Regions from separate parts of the Macaca mulatta genome. Here region 1 is linked to region 2. A link is a contact called in public Hi-C data. All regions are on one chromosome and are shown on one strand. Each heading gives the region's core, a stretch centred on a gene start, on an enhancer-like site or on the middle of the called end of the contact. The rest is flanking DNA. Distances are from core to core; before and after follow the strand shown. Region 1 has its middle 64 kb from the start of ACTR2. Region 2 holds the start of SPRED2 (sprouty related EVH1 domain containing 2).

Region 1 (5,834 bases), core at 940-3,439, 150 kb before region 2:
GCCTCTGGTGGCTTCATTGTGTCCTGCTGTTCAGCCATGCCTGAGCATTTATATTTTAAAGTACACGTTATTTTATTATTTGTTATCTTTTTCTATCTCTCTTTTAGGTTAAAGAAGTGATTCTCAGCTGTGGGTATTTTGTCCCACCTCACCCTGGGACACTCACTTTTGGTTGCCAGAACTGGGGGTGAGGTGCTTCTTGCATCTAATGGGGTGCTGCCGAATGTCCACACAATGCACAGGACAGCCCCCTCACAAGAGTAAAGGGGCCCAAAATGTCAGTAGTGTTGAGGTTGAGAAACCCTGTGTTAGGGTTAGGGTATTACACCAAATTTTAAAAATGTGTGGCCCAGCACGGTGGCTCACCCCTGTAACCCCAGCACTTTGGGAGGCTGAGGCACGTGGATTACCTGAGGTTGGGAGTTCGAGACCAGCCTGACCAACATGGAGAAACCCCATCTCTACTAAAAATACAAAATTAGCTGGGCGTGGTGGCGCATCCCTGTAATCCCAGCTACTCAGGAGGCTGAGGAAATAGAATTGCTTGAACCTGGGAGGCGGAGGTTGCGGTGAGCCGAGATCGCCCCATTGCACTCCAGCCTGGGCAGCAAGATCAAAACTCCGTCTCGAAAAAAAAAAAGTGTATAGAGAGGTGATGTAGTCCATGAATTTCATTTGGGATGTTAAAGGGAGTTTACAAAATATTTATTATAAAAAGTTATAAACCACGGGCATAAATCAAAATAAGAAGTAGTCTGGGTAAACTTTGGATTCCTCACTTTCACCACAGCCCTTGAACTCATGTAAAGAGAAAATAACGTTGGAAAAGTGTTCTGTCCCTTCATTTCACATGAAAGCCGGAGGTCAAATGTGAAACTCCGGTGTTTCTGAAGTACAGAGTGTCCATCTTTCCAGCTGTATTTCTCCAGTGTCTTCCACCAAGCGGCCTCATTTCAGGTAATATTTGCTCTCTCCCAGTCTGATGGTGACTGATTAGGGAACACCCACGGGAGTCTAAATTGCTCACAGGATTTGGTAGAAACCACTCCAGTTTCAGTCACCACCCAGCCCTGGGTCTTTATCACAATTCCTATCCTAGAGGAACACAGCTGCACGAAGGCACCAAGGACTTCCTCCTCATGCCACAAACATCCTGAGAAGAATGTCTCAGAATTATTTCAAGGTGTGGCACTTAGTGTTGCCAGCACGTGGGAGAAGCGAGTTTGTATACCGTACCATTGAGCACACATGCCTTCTCAAGATGCATGAGGAGGACTTCATTACAAGTGGCGTTAAACAAATGGAATGGAAAATTCCAGAGATTGCAAAACAAAACAGGGGTAAGCAGAGATACTCTCTTGTTGCAGTATTTGGACCCAGGTTCCACCACTTACCATGCTCTGTGGCTTTGGACAGAACCTTATCCTCTCTGTGCCTAGATGGATGTCCCGTTCAGTGCAAAGGGGATCATGACGTATGAAGTGACTAGCAGGTGTCGGCGCACAAGTTGTGCTGCTAGTTTCTTTGGGTTAATAAATCCACTTGAGGCTATACTGTATCTCAGTAGGATGGGCCCCGCCCATGTCAGACCTGGAGCATGCTTTCCATGAGTTACTTATGGCAGCTCGGTTAGCACTGGGGAAGGCTCCAGGCCTTAAATCAGTCAGCCATGTACTTTGAGCTACCTGGGGGCTACTCAATTAGGGACTGGCTTTGGACCTTCAAACCACTTTAAGAGATGGTAATTATTAGCACTTGCTATGTGCAGGTTGTCTATGCATCTCGTTTTATTCTCATGAGATTCCAAAATAGAGTGCCACTGCCCTGCTAATGAGCGAGGAAAGTGGGGCCCAGAGCAGCGAAGCCACTGCCCAGGCTCACAGCAGCAAGGAGCGAAGGAGCCAGGGCAGGACTGAGCCCAGGCACGGCCTCTGAACCTGGTCAGGGCTTTATCCCTTCCTTCTGGAGAAATCGCTGCCAAAGCCTGCTCACACACCTCCTGGGCAGGGGAGGCGAGGTAAAGCCAGTCGGTCCTTCTCCGAGACTTCCAACTCACCGGACCTGGAGCTCGTCCCGCTCTCAGCCCAGCGCCAAGTCCCCAGGCCTTGGCTGCCGGCTACCACATCTGCTTGGCGAAGAAATGGGTGGGGCCCAAAGAGCAGATTTATGTAGTCCCCAGCGCCTTGGGCTCCATCCCAGCCGCACAGAATTGGACGGATGACAAGGATAAATGTGTTTGGCTCCAGGCTCAGTCACTGAGGATTTATTTAGCACCTGCAATAATACAAAAATCACTGTGCTGCAGCGCGCCAGGCACCGCATGGGCATGCGGGGAAACGGGAGTCGGTAGAGGGGAAGACCCTCACCGCCTGCTCTCTAGCTGCTTTCAATCTAGCTGTGGGAAAGAGATGAATCCCGCAGCATCTCAGAGGAGGAGGGAGGTGGGATGTCTTTGAGATGAGGAGCCTGAGAGGTTAAGTACTTTGAGGTCACACAGCTAGTGAAGAACCAAACAAGAGCTGCCGATTTATTGACACTTAGCATGAGTTTTTGTTGTTGTTGCAAGCATAAGTGAAAAAATAAAATTTAAAAGCACAGCTAAGCAACGCAGGGGAAAAAAAAATCACCCCAAATCCCACCACCCAGAGTTAGCCACCGACACCCTCACCTCCATGCGTTTTCTTTCCTTGTGCAGATATGCATGAACATGTCTACAGTGCGCACGTCCTTATTTTACCAAGCTCGATACTGCACAGTATACCGCTCAGGATCCTGCTTATCTCCTTTCAGATGCAGATCACCTAGTTTTTTCTTTTTTCTTTTTTAGAGACAGGGTTCTTGCTATAGTGCCCAGGCTGGTTTTGAACTCCTAGGCTGAAGCAGTGCTCCCACCTCAGCCTCCCAAAGTGTGGGATTACAGGCAATAGCCACCAGCCCACCCTGCATCAGCTATTTAAATGGCTCCCCACTGCCGCTGTGGAGTTCAGCAGGGGCTGCCCGTCAGGCAGGGAGAAGGAGGCCTTTCCAGGATGATTCTCTACCCTGGAGGCAGCGTTGGGCTCCTGGAAGGAGGAAAACCTCCAAGCCAGGCCTCAGGAGGTAGGTGGGAGGATGGGCGGGCTGCAAGCACATCCAGAGGGAAAGGCTGGGCCTGGTGAGACAAGTGTTGGGGGCTGGAGCAGAGACTGAAGGGAGCCGTTTTGGGTCTGGGGGGTCCTGGGGTTGGCAGAATGTAGAAAAGGGTATGCTTTAGGGTTCCTCTAAAAGATGGAAGGAACTGGCAAGCCTTGGCCGTATGGAAAGGATAAGTCCCGTCTCTGGGTTCTTTAGGTAACAAAAGCAAATGACCCCTGCAGCTTCCCCACGCCTGTTCAGAAGGCGCTTCAGCCAGAAAAAAGGCAAAAAAGCAGCGTTTTCCCAAATGTGTCCCTGGAAAGACAAAACCCATAGAAGGGGTTCACCAGAAAAAAGGCTTTTAAAAAAAGTGTGAGGCCGGGTGCGGTGGCTCAAGCCTGTAATCCCAGCACTTTGGGAGGCCGAGACGGGCGGATCACGAGGTCAGAAGATCGAGACCATCCTGGCTAACACGGTGAAACCCCGTCTCTACTAAAAAATACAAAAAACTAGCCGGGCGAGGTGGCGGGCGCCTGTAGTCCCAGCTACTCGGGAGGCTGAGGCAGGAGAATGGCGTAAACCCGGGAGGCGGAGCTTGCAGTGAGCTGAGATCCGGCCACTGCACTCCAGCCCGGGCGACAGAGCCAGACTCCGTCTCAAAAAAAAAGAAAAAAAAAGTGTGAGAAATGAGATGTACAGTCATTCCATCTCGGAGAATCACAACGCACGGAAACTCACCTGCAGCCCTGAGAAATAAGAGATCCGCAGAACCTGGGTTTCCCGTTTATTTTCTCGGGCAGCTCTCACTGCCTATGGAATTTCCCTCGTGCTCCTGCCCAGTGATGTTGGAGAAGACACTGCAGTCACTGGGCTGGGCATCTCCCCCATCAAGGCAGCCTCCTTAAGATCACGGGAAAGCCCCAGGCCTCACTGTAGGTTTACACCCTGTGTGCCCAAGCAGCCCTGAGAGAGGGCAGAAGTCAGTGATCCCAGGTCTCTTCCAGCTTCAGCACTCTATCCTGTTTCTGCAGCTCATGCCAATCAAATCTTACTTCGAGGGAATATCCATGGAGTGTGGCAACTTGGGGCAGTCATATTTGCTGGATAAATTTACTTATTTAATTCAACAAATATTTCTTGAATTCTTACTATGTGCCAGGTACTGTTCTAGGCATTGGGGATTCCAAAGTCAGTAAAATAAAATCTGGGGGAGACAGACTACAGACAAATGTAATAACTATATCATGTATATGTCAGCTAAGGACTATGGAGATAAATAAAGTATGGTAAACAAGAAGTGTGGGTGGAAAGGCTGAGAGAGGGATACTCTGTTAGATAAAGTGATCCGGGAAGCCTTTTCTAAAGAGGTGACATGTGAGCAGAGACTAGGAGGAAGTGAGGGATAAAGCCAGGCGGAGATCCCAGGGCCGAGCATTCAGGCAGAAGAAACAGCAAGGGCAAACGTCCTGAGGCAGGAACGAAGAGGAACACGAGAACATTGTGGCTCAAGGGAATAAAAGAGGGGGAGCGTGTTAGGAGATGAGGTCAGAGTGAGTGGGGGCCAGGTCTCCTAGGACTGGAAGGTCAAGGTAAGAACTTCAGATTTTTAGTCAGAGATGAGAAGCCAGTGGAGGGGCATAATGTGAGGTACAAGGAAGAATTTCTGCTTTCTTTTTTTTTTTTTTTTTTTTTTTTGAGACGGAGTCTTGCTCTGTCGCCCAGGCTGGGGTGCAGTGGCCGGATCTCAGCTCACTGCAAGCTCCACCTCCTGGGTTTACGCCATTCTCCTGCCTCAGCCTCCTGAGTAGCTGGGACTACAGGCGCCCGCCACCTCGCCCGGCTAGTTTTTTGTATTTTTTAGTAGAGATGGGGTTTCACCGTGTTAGCCAGGATGATCTCGATCTCCTGACCTCGTGATCCACCCGTCTCGGCCTCCCAAAGTGCTGGGATTACAGGCTTGAGCCACCGCGCCCGGCCAGAATTTCTGCTTTCTAATAGGGATAAACACTTTTCTAAGTGGGGAGAGTCTGCTCTCTGCCTTTGAACATAATATAACTTATGAAAAGTAGTTGAATTTTCATTTGATGGTTGAAGAACTTGCAAGGCCTTGGGACTGGTCATCCATTCATTGTGCAGACACTTATTCAGTACTCCAAGCTCCCATCTGCCATGGTGGCAAGGAATTTGATCTCAGTCATATTTCAAGAGGCAGGTCTTCTTTTCACCCATGGCTACATATGAGTCCAGCAACTTACAGGTGCCTCGGAAGGGAAGGGTCTCTGGTCTCCAGTCCATCATGGATAATGCAACTTTATGCTCATGGTCCAAGTCCATTGTTCTTTTCAAAGGCAAGCAGCTCTATCCTCCATAACCAACAGGGCTTCCAAGATCCTTGGGTCCAGGACCAGAGCTCTAAGAACTCAGTCTCCTGGTATCTACTCACCACCCATTGGCAGTCGGGTATTGGTGGATGCTGCATGCATGGGTGAAGCACCGTCACCTTTCCTCAAACCTCTTATAATCTTTGGTCCAACAGACAAGTACACCAGCGTTTATGGTGGGGGAGGCTGGGCTCTGCTGGTGCAGTGGGATAGAACATAGGGCTGTTTTCCTTATGAGAAATAAATCAAAGTAGGGTACACAACTCCATGTCTTAAGTTTTTTATTATTTATTAATTTATTATTATTATTATTATTTTTTGAGACGGAGTCTTGCTTGG
Region 2 (6,026 bases), core at 2,389-4,888:
AAAGAGTGAGTTACAGAGAAGAGTTCATGAAAGGAACAAAAGAGAAAGCTGAATGGCAGCTCGATGTCTCCAGGGTTAGAGCTTGGTTCAGGAAGGTTTATCTTGTCTGCGAATTTCCAAGCCATTCATAGCCATGATCAAATGCTTTAATTTTTAAAAAACTTCCACTCCTATGCGCAGAGGACGACTTACAATAGTTTGCTGATGCTCTTTACTTCTTAAATTATATTTTTAAAAGTCTGTAGAATTGTAAATTTTAACATGCATTTTTGTGGGGGGGGGAGAACGAAAGAATGGTCAATGTATTTTCTATATGCAAGGTATCTTTTGGGACCATCGTCAACAAGAGCAAAGAGAGTTTCCTGAATTACCATATATTAGAAGAACTTTAAATTGACATGGAAAACAACATTAGAAAACAAAACTGTTTTTAAATTAAGCACAGTTTTACCATTTGCAAGATTCTGATTTACTGCATTCTGATGCTAAATGAAACATATTATCTGGACCATTCCACAAAAGCTTTACTATATGTAGACTATCAAGTCTATTTTACCAAAAGTACAAATACATCTTCCCTAGGTCTCCAGTTTGATGCCACAGTTCTCTTAAGTAACAACCCCTGCCTGGTTCCAAAAGGTATCTGAGAGACCTCAAACATAAAATCATTACAAGAAAAAAATAGAACAAAATTCACCCAGAGTAGGAATCTAGCAAGAACCTAAGCAAATATGGCTACCTTAATCAAACAATAATTTTAGCTCTGGACTTAAAGACAGTGGCAGCAAACAACACCTGAACAACAAAAAAGCAATCACAGCAAGCTCTGTAATTCAGAGAGAGAAACCTTACTGTCACTAACACTTAAAAGGAATTTTTCAGATGCGTCATTACACAGGTACGTTGAACATAATAATAGACGGTAGCTACCATGGCAGTTTACAGCCCACGAAGTCGCTTTCTTCTCAGGCATGTAAAGTCTCGTGCCAAGGTCATCACATTAAAAATAACCCCTATAGCCCATTTCTTCAGTGGCTAAGATGCCAAGGCTTTCTCAGCCTCTAAGTGAAACTACAACTCCTCAAATATCTATCCTCTCAACTGGACTTGTGACAGCAGTGGAGGCTGCAGCTTCATGCTGAACTTGCTCTGAGAGCCTAAAATGGAACTATTCTTTCCTCGCTGGTGATCCCACTCGAAATCCTTCTGCTTTGGATAGCAGATGGAGAAAGATGCAAGGCTGACAAGCTGCCACAAAAAGGGCCAGGTCAGGCCTGTATTCCCAAGGAGTGGAGCCAAGGTAGAGCGGTCAAACCTCTCCAAGAATCTGCAAGGCCAGAGCACAGCAACCAACCTCACTGCCACTGCTGCTACTCTGTGTGCAGGTACAATCGAGGGCCCATAAAAATACTGATTTATTGGCCACGTTCACAAGGCAGCAAGGCCCAGAAGCATAATCCTTCTCTATATTTCAGCGCTAAAAGCGCAACTTTTTTTTCATTTTACCATTTTAAGATGCTATATACGAAGACAAAGCAAAACGTCTGAAATAGAAACACCAGCAGATGTGGTGGGACATCTGCGACAGGCACACCAGCAGGGATCCTCTCCTGTGACGGGTGTCTGGAAGATCAGGGGTTACTGCAGTCAAAGTTCCCTGGGGACTCACAGGAAGGAAATTGAAATTCCTTTCCCCAAACAGCAGCCCCATTCCCGCCCAGACTGGCAACAGCAGACGCCAAAGGATAAAGGGGGTATATTTAATAAAGTGAGTAGATTTCTTAGAGTAGAGCACAACACTGTCACCTGCTGCAAGAGACAAGCCTCCCTGTCGCCCAGCCCTGAGTCACTTCCCCTCCCAGCACTCTTGAGGCCCAATGCCTGCGGGGGGCAAAAGACCTGGGGCCTCTGGAGCACGCCTCCCGCAGCCCGCACTCCACTGCTAAGACGCGCGCGGGGCCTCCCTCCAGGGCGCGTCCCCGCGGCTGCCAACCGGCTCTTTGAGCCCAAGCCCGCGCCGCCACTACCTTGGCTAATGGCAGCACTGAATGAAAGGAACCGATGCAGACTCCGGATTTATGAATGTGCAGGGGAGGAGGGGAGGGATATCATGTGACAATAAAGGAGAGCGTCTTATTCACAAAAAAAAAAAAAAAAAAAAAAGTGGCTGGTGGCGGGCACAGCCACTGAGCAGCAGCGGCGGCCGCCGCGCGATGACCGCTCGGACCCCAGGCAGAAGACCTGAGGTGTCGGGCCCCGCGGCCCCGCCCCCGTCGCACCCGAAACAGAAAACGCCTCGGACCAGGAAGAGAAAATGCCAAACTGGACCCCTGGACCGCGAGGCAGGAGGCAGCTGCACCTCCGCCCCGGGCTGGCGACAGTCACGGGTCCCGCGCGGGGCTGCCCGGGATCCCTCCGGCGGAGCGCCCCAAGCATTGTTCCCCTCGGGCCTGCGGGCCGGGCACAAGCCCGTGCACGCGCACCCGCGAGGACACACACACACACTCGCCCCCAGAGCGCTGCCCCGCACGCCCCCGCCGCACTCGCCTAGGTCCGCCCCGAGGCGCCTGACCCCGCAGGACGCGTGTGCCGACCACAAGCGCGTGCACAGGCACTCACGCACCGCGGGGCCCCTCGGGCGGCTCCAGCACGCCGGCCCGCGCGGGGACCCTGGCGCACCAGACCCCAGCGCAGCCCGCGCCCGTCCTCCTCTCGCTCCGCCGTGTTTTTTATGAATGAAAATGTGGTATGCAAATGAGAGCGATTCAAGAAAACGAAATGGCGGAGCCTAGGCCCCAGTGGGCTCAGGAGCGGACTGCGGGGCTCGCGGCGCGGCGGGAGTCACAAAGTCACTGTGCAAAAACCCACCGGCCCCGGGAAGCCGGAGTGGGGGTGTCAGGTCTTCCGCTCCAGCCGCCGAGGATTTCGGGGGCGGGGGGGTGCTGTGAGTCCTCGGAGAGGGAGCGGGGACCGCCCGGAGGTCACCCGCACGCCCTTGGCCCCCGGGGCGGCCACCAGCCCGCCGACCCTAGGCGTGCGCCCGCCAGCCCGCAGCAGTTTTTGCCCCCTCCTCACTTCAACAAGCAGGGAAGCCTCGCGTCCCAACCCCGACAGGTCAGCGAGTCGCTGCACCCCACGCCAAGTTCACCCAATAAGCGTCCCCGCCCGCATCCTCAGCCCCGGCCCCCACGCTGCCCCCGCGGGGCACCCTCGTCCCACCCCGCGACCAAACTTACTCGTCCGGGTGTGTTTCTTCGGTCATTTTCTTGTTCACCTAGACGCCTGTCCCGCGGCGGGCAGCTTTGCTCCCTTCATCTTCCTGTCCGCTCGCCCCCCTTCTTCACATCTCCGGAGATCGCCTGATTTGGGGAGGGGGGGCGGCTAGAGATGGGGGCGCCGCAGCAGAAGGGGAAGCAGGGAGCGGGGTGAGGTTTGGGGGAAGGGGTGCAAAGGCAGGCTGCAAGGGGAGTGAACGCCGCAGCGCCGTGGGGAGAGGCGGGCGGAGGCTCCGGGGGCTCGGGAGCGGGCAAAGGGGGCGAGATTTGGGAAGGGGACGGCGGTGGGGGAGAGCAGGAGAAAAACAAGCGCGCCTTGGAGCGGCGGGGACTGCTGCGAGGAGGAGGAGAGCGCCGGCCGCGGGTGGGGGGACTCGGTCCGGGGTCGCCCCCGGGGGGCCGGGCCAATCACGGTTCCGGGGAGCGGTCGGCGGCCGGGGGAGGTGCGCCTGGGAGGCAGTGCAGGGCGCCCCGTCCGAGCCCCATCTCTCGACTCCACCGATTTACTCCATATTGGATTCTCACCGCCGCCAACAGGAGGAGGAAGTAGGGCGGAAGCGATGACGTCTTCCCAGCGGCCAGAGGTGGTGGAGTGCAAAAAGCTTCCTACTTGCGACCGAAAAAAACGGGAGAAAAAAAAAAAAAAAACTTTGTCCCGCCTACTGAGCACGCCCGGCTTCCTCTCCCCCTCCCTCCTGGCTTCCACTCCCGGGGGAGCCGCGGAGCCGAGTTGTTTGCTTTCGCCGCGACCGTCTGGCTCCGAATCCTCCTTGATTAGGGCTCCGGGTTTTAGGAAGCCCGAGAGGAGAGAGGAGGCGGGAGCGGAGGACTCTTACACATCTGGCTCCCGTTTTTGCCCCCTCCCTCCTTCCAAACCCCAAGATTAAAAATCGGGGGGTTGGGCGGGGGCGGAGATGCGAAACTCAAGGGAGGGGAGGGAGTGAAACAGCTGAAGAGGTGCTCAGGCTCAGAGGAACAACTACCCCCACCGCAGGGTGGGAAGGTAGGGGCGGCGCAGGTGCCAGGGGCTGGCTTCTCTAACCCAACCCAACCAGAAAGGAGAGGGGGTTCGACTTTACCAAGGTTCTGAAAGGCAGAGGCTTTTCCGTTTCACGTGAATCTTGTGATTTTTTTTCCTTTTTTGTCTCAATAGAGGAACGGATTTTTGTTTTGTTTTGAGATGGAGTCTCGCTCTGTCCCCAGCCCAGGCTGGAGTGCAGTGGCGCGATCTAGGCTCACTGCAACCTCCACCTCCTGGGTTCAAGTGATTCTCCTGCCTCAGCCTCCCAAGTAGCTGCGACTACAGGCGCGCGCCACCACGCCCAGCTAATTTTTGTAGTTTTAGTAGAGACGGGGTTTCACCGTGTTGGCCAGGATGGTCTCAATTTCTTGACCTCGTGATTCGCCCGCCTCGGCCTCCCAAAGTGCTGGGATTACAGGCATGGGCCACCGCGCCCGGCCAAGGAACGGATGTTTTTAAGAATCATTACTCGTGCAAAGCCCAGCACAGCCCAGAAACGTTTGCATTTCCGTAGAAATTATGGAAATTCTCGCGTTAAGAGGCAGCCCCGGCCGGGCGCAGTGGCTGACGCCTGTAATCTCAGCACTTTGGGAGGCCGAGGCGGGCAGATCACCTGAGGTTGGGAGTTCGAGACCAGCCTGACCAACATGGTGAAACATCGTCTCTACTAAAAATACAAAATTAGCTGGGCGTGGTGGCGAGTGCCTGTAATCCTAGGTACCCGGGAGGCTGAGGCAGGAGAATCGCTTGAACCCGGGAGGTGAAGGTTGCGGTGAGCCAAGATTGCGCCACTGCACCCCAGCCTGGGCAACAAGAGCGAAACTCCATCTCAAAAAAAAAAGAAAGAAAGAAAGAAAGAAAAAGAAACAAGGGACATAGTCCCTATCCCTTGCTGCTCTCCAAACATAGTAGACTTTTCCATCCTCTTGAATGTCCACGGGACAATCCAGATATGATGTTAACTAAATAGCAACCACTGAACATCAGGTTAAGAGATTAAATATTTGCCTCAGGCTGGGCGCAGTGGTTTATGCCTGTAATCCCAGCACTTTGGGAGGCCGAAGTGGGCGGATCACCTGAGGTCAGGCGTTTGAGACCAGCCTGGCCAACATGGCAAAAACCTGTCTCTACTAAAAATACAAAAATTAGTTGGGTGTGGTGGTGGGTGCCCATAATCCCAGCTACTCCGGAGGCTGAGGCAGGAGAATTGTTTGAACCCAGGAGTCAGAGGGTGCAGTGTGCCAAGATTGCACCATTGCACTCCAGCCTGGGCAACAAGAAGAAACTTTGTCTCTAAACAAATAAATAAATGCCTCACATTTAGTATTCCTAAAATTTACATGCATCTAGGAGCCACAAATCCTCCAAAAAGTTTCACCTTGAGTCAGGGAGAAACTGATGGTTTACTCCGGGCTTTGTGCTTATCACAGCCATGATGTCTGCGGACATGGAGTGGGGTTCACACTGGTGATGTGTGATGGTGGGGAGGGCATGAACCAGAGGATGGAACAGCTTAGTTCTGGTTTTCTCCTAGCAGTCCTGAGACCCCAAGTGAGTTTCCTTATAAAACAGGAATAACAAGGCCAAGCTTGTCTATCAGTTTGTGAGGTCATTGAGAGTTGGTGAGAAAGTACTAACCAAAGCCAAGATCTCATTGTCCTTTAAATCCCCAGAAGGCTAAGGACTCACCTTTGGCCATGGTTGCTCTCACCCAGGTCTCACCTTTAGCC

The links. A called contact is a pair of places that touch in the nucleus more often than the background predicts.
Region 1: a contact with region 2 is called in a Hi-C map of fetal cortex germinal zone, with 2.6 times the contacts expected there. The contact joins the enhancer-like site here to the promoter of SPRED2 in region 2. A contact is called at or near these places in 2 of 14 Hi-C or Micro-C datasets (fetal cortex germinal zone and liver).

What each region holds. Positions count from the first base shown.
Region 1 is chr13:59,404,421-59,410,254 of T2T-MMU8v2.0, reverse strand. No RefSeq gene overlaps it. Among named protein-coding and RNA genes, the nearest start is that of ACTR2, 64 kb to the left of the region's middle. Within about 2 kb of position 2,189, at least 6 of the 40 cell types and tissues checked have an H3K27ac peak or open chromatin away from gene starts, as enhancers often do. A contact at or near this core is called in fetal cortex germinal zone, where this site is marked.
Region 2 is chr13:59,259,990-59,266,015 of T2T-MMU8v2.0, reverse strand. SPRED2 (sprouty related EVH1 domain containing 2) reads right to left here and starts at 3,638. Exons shown (of 6, transcript NM_001261100.1): 1 at 3,237-3,638. The coding sequence starts at 3,262.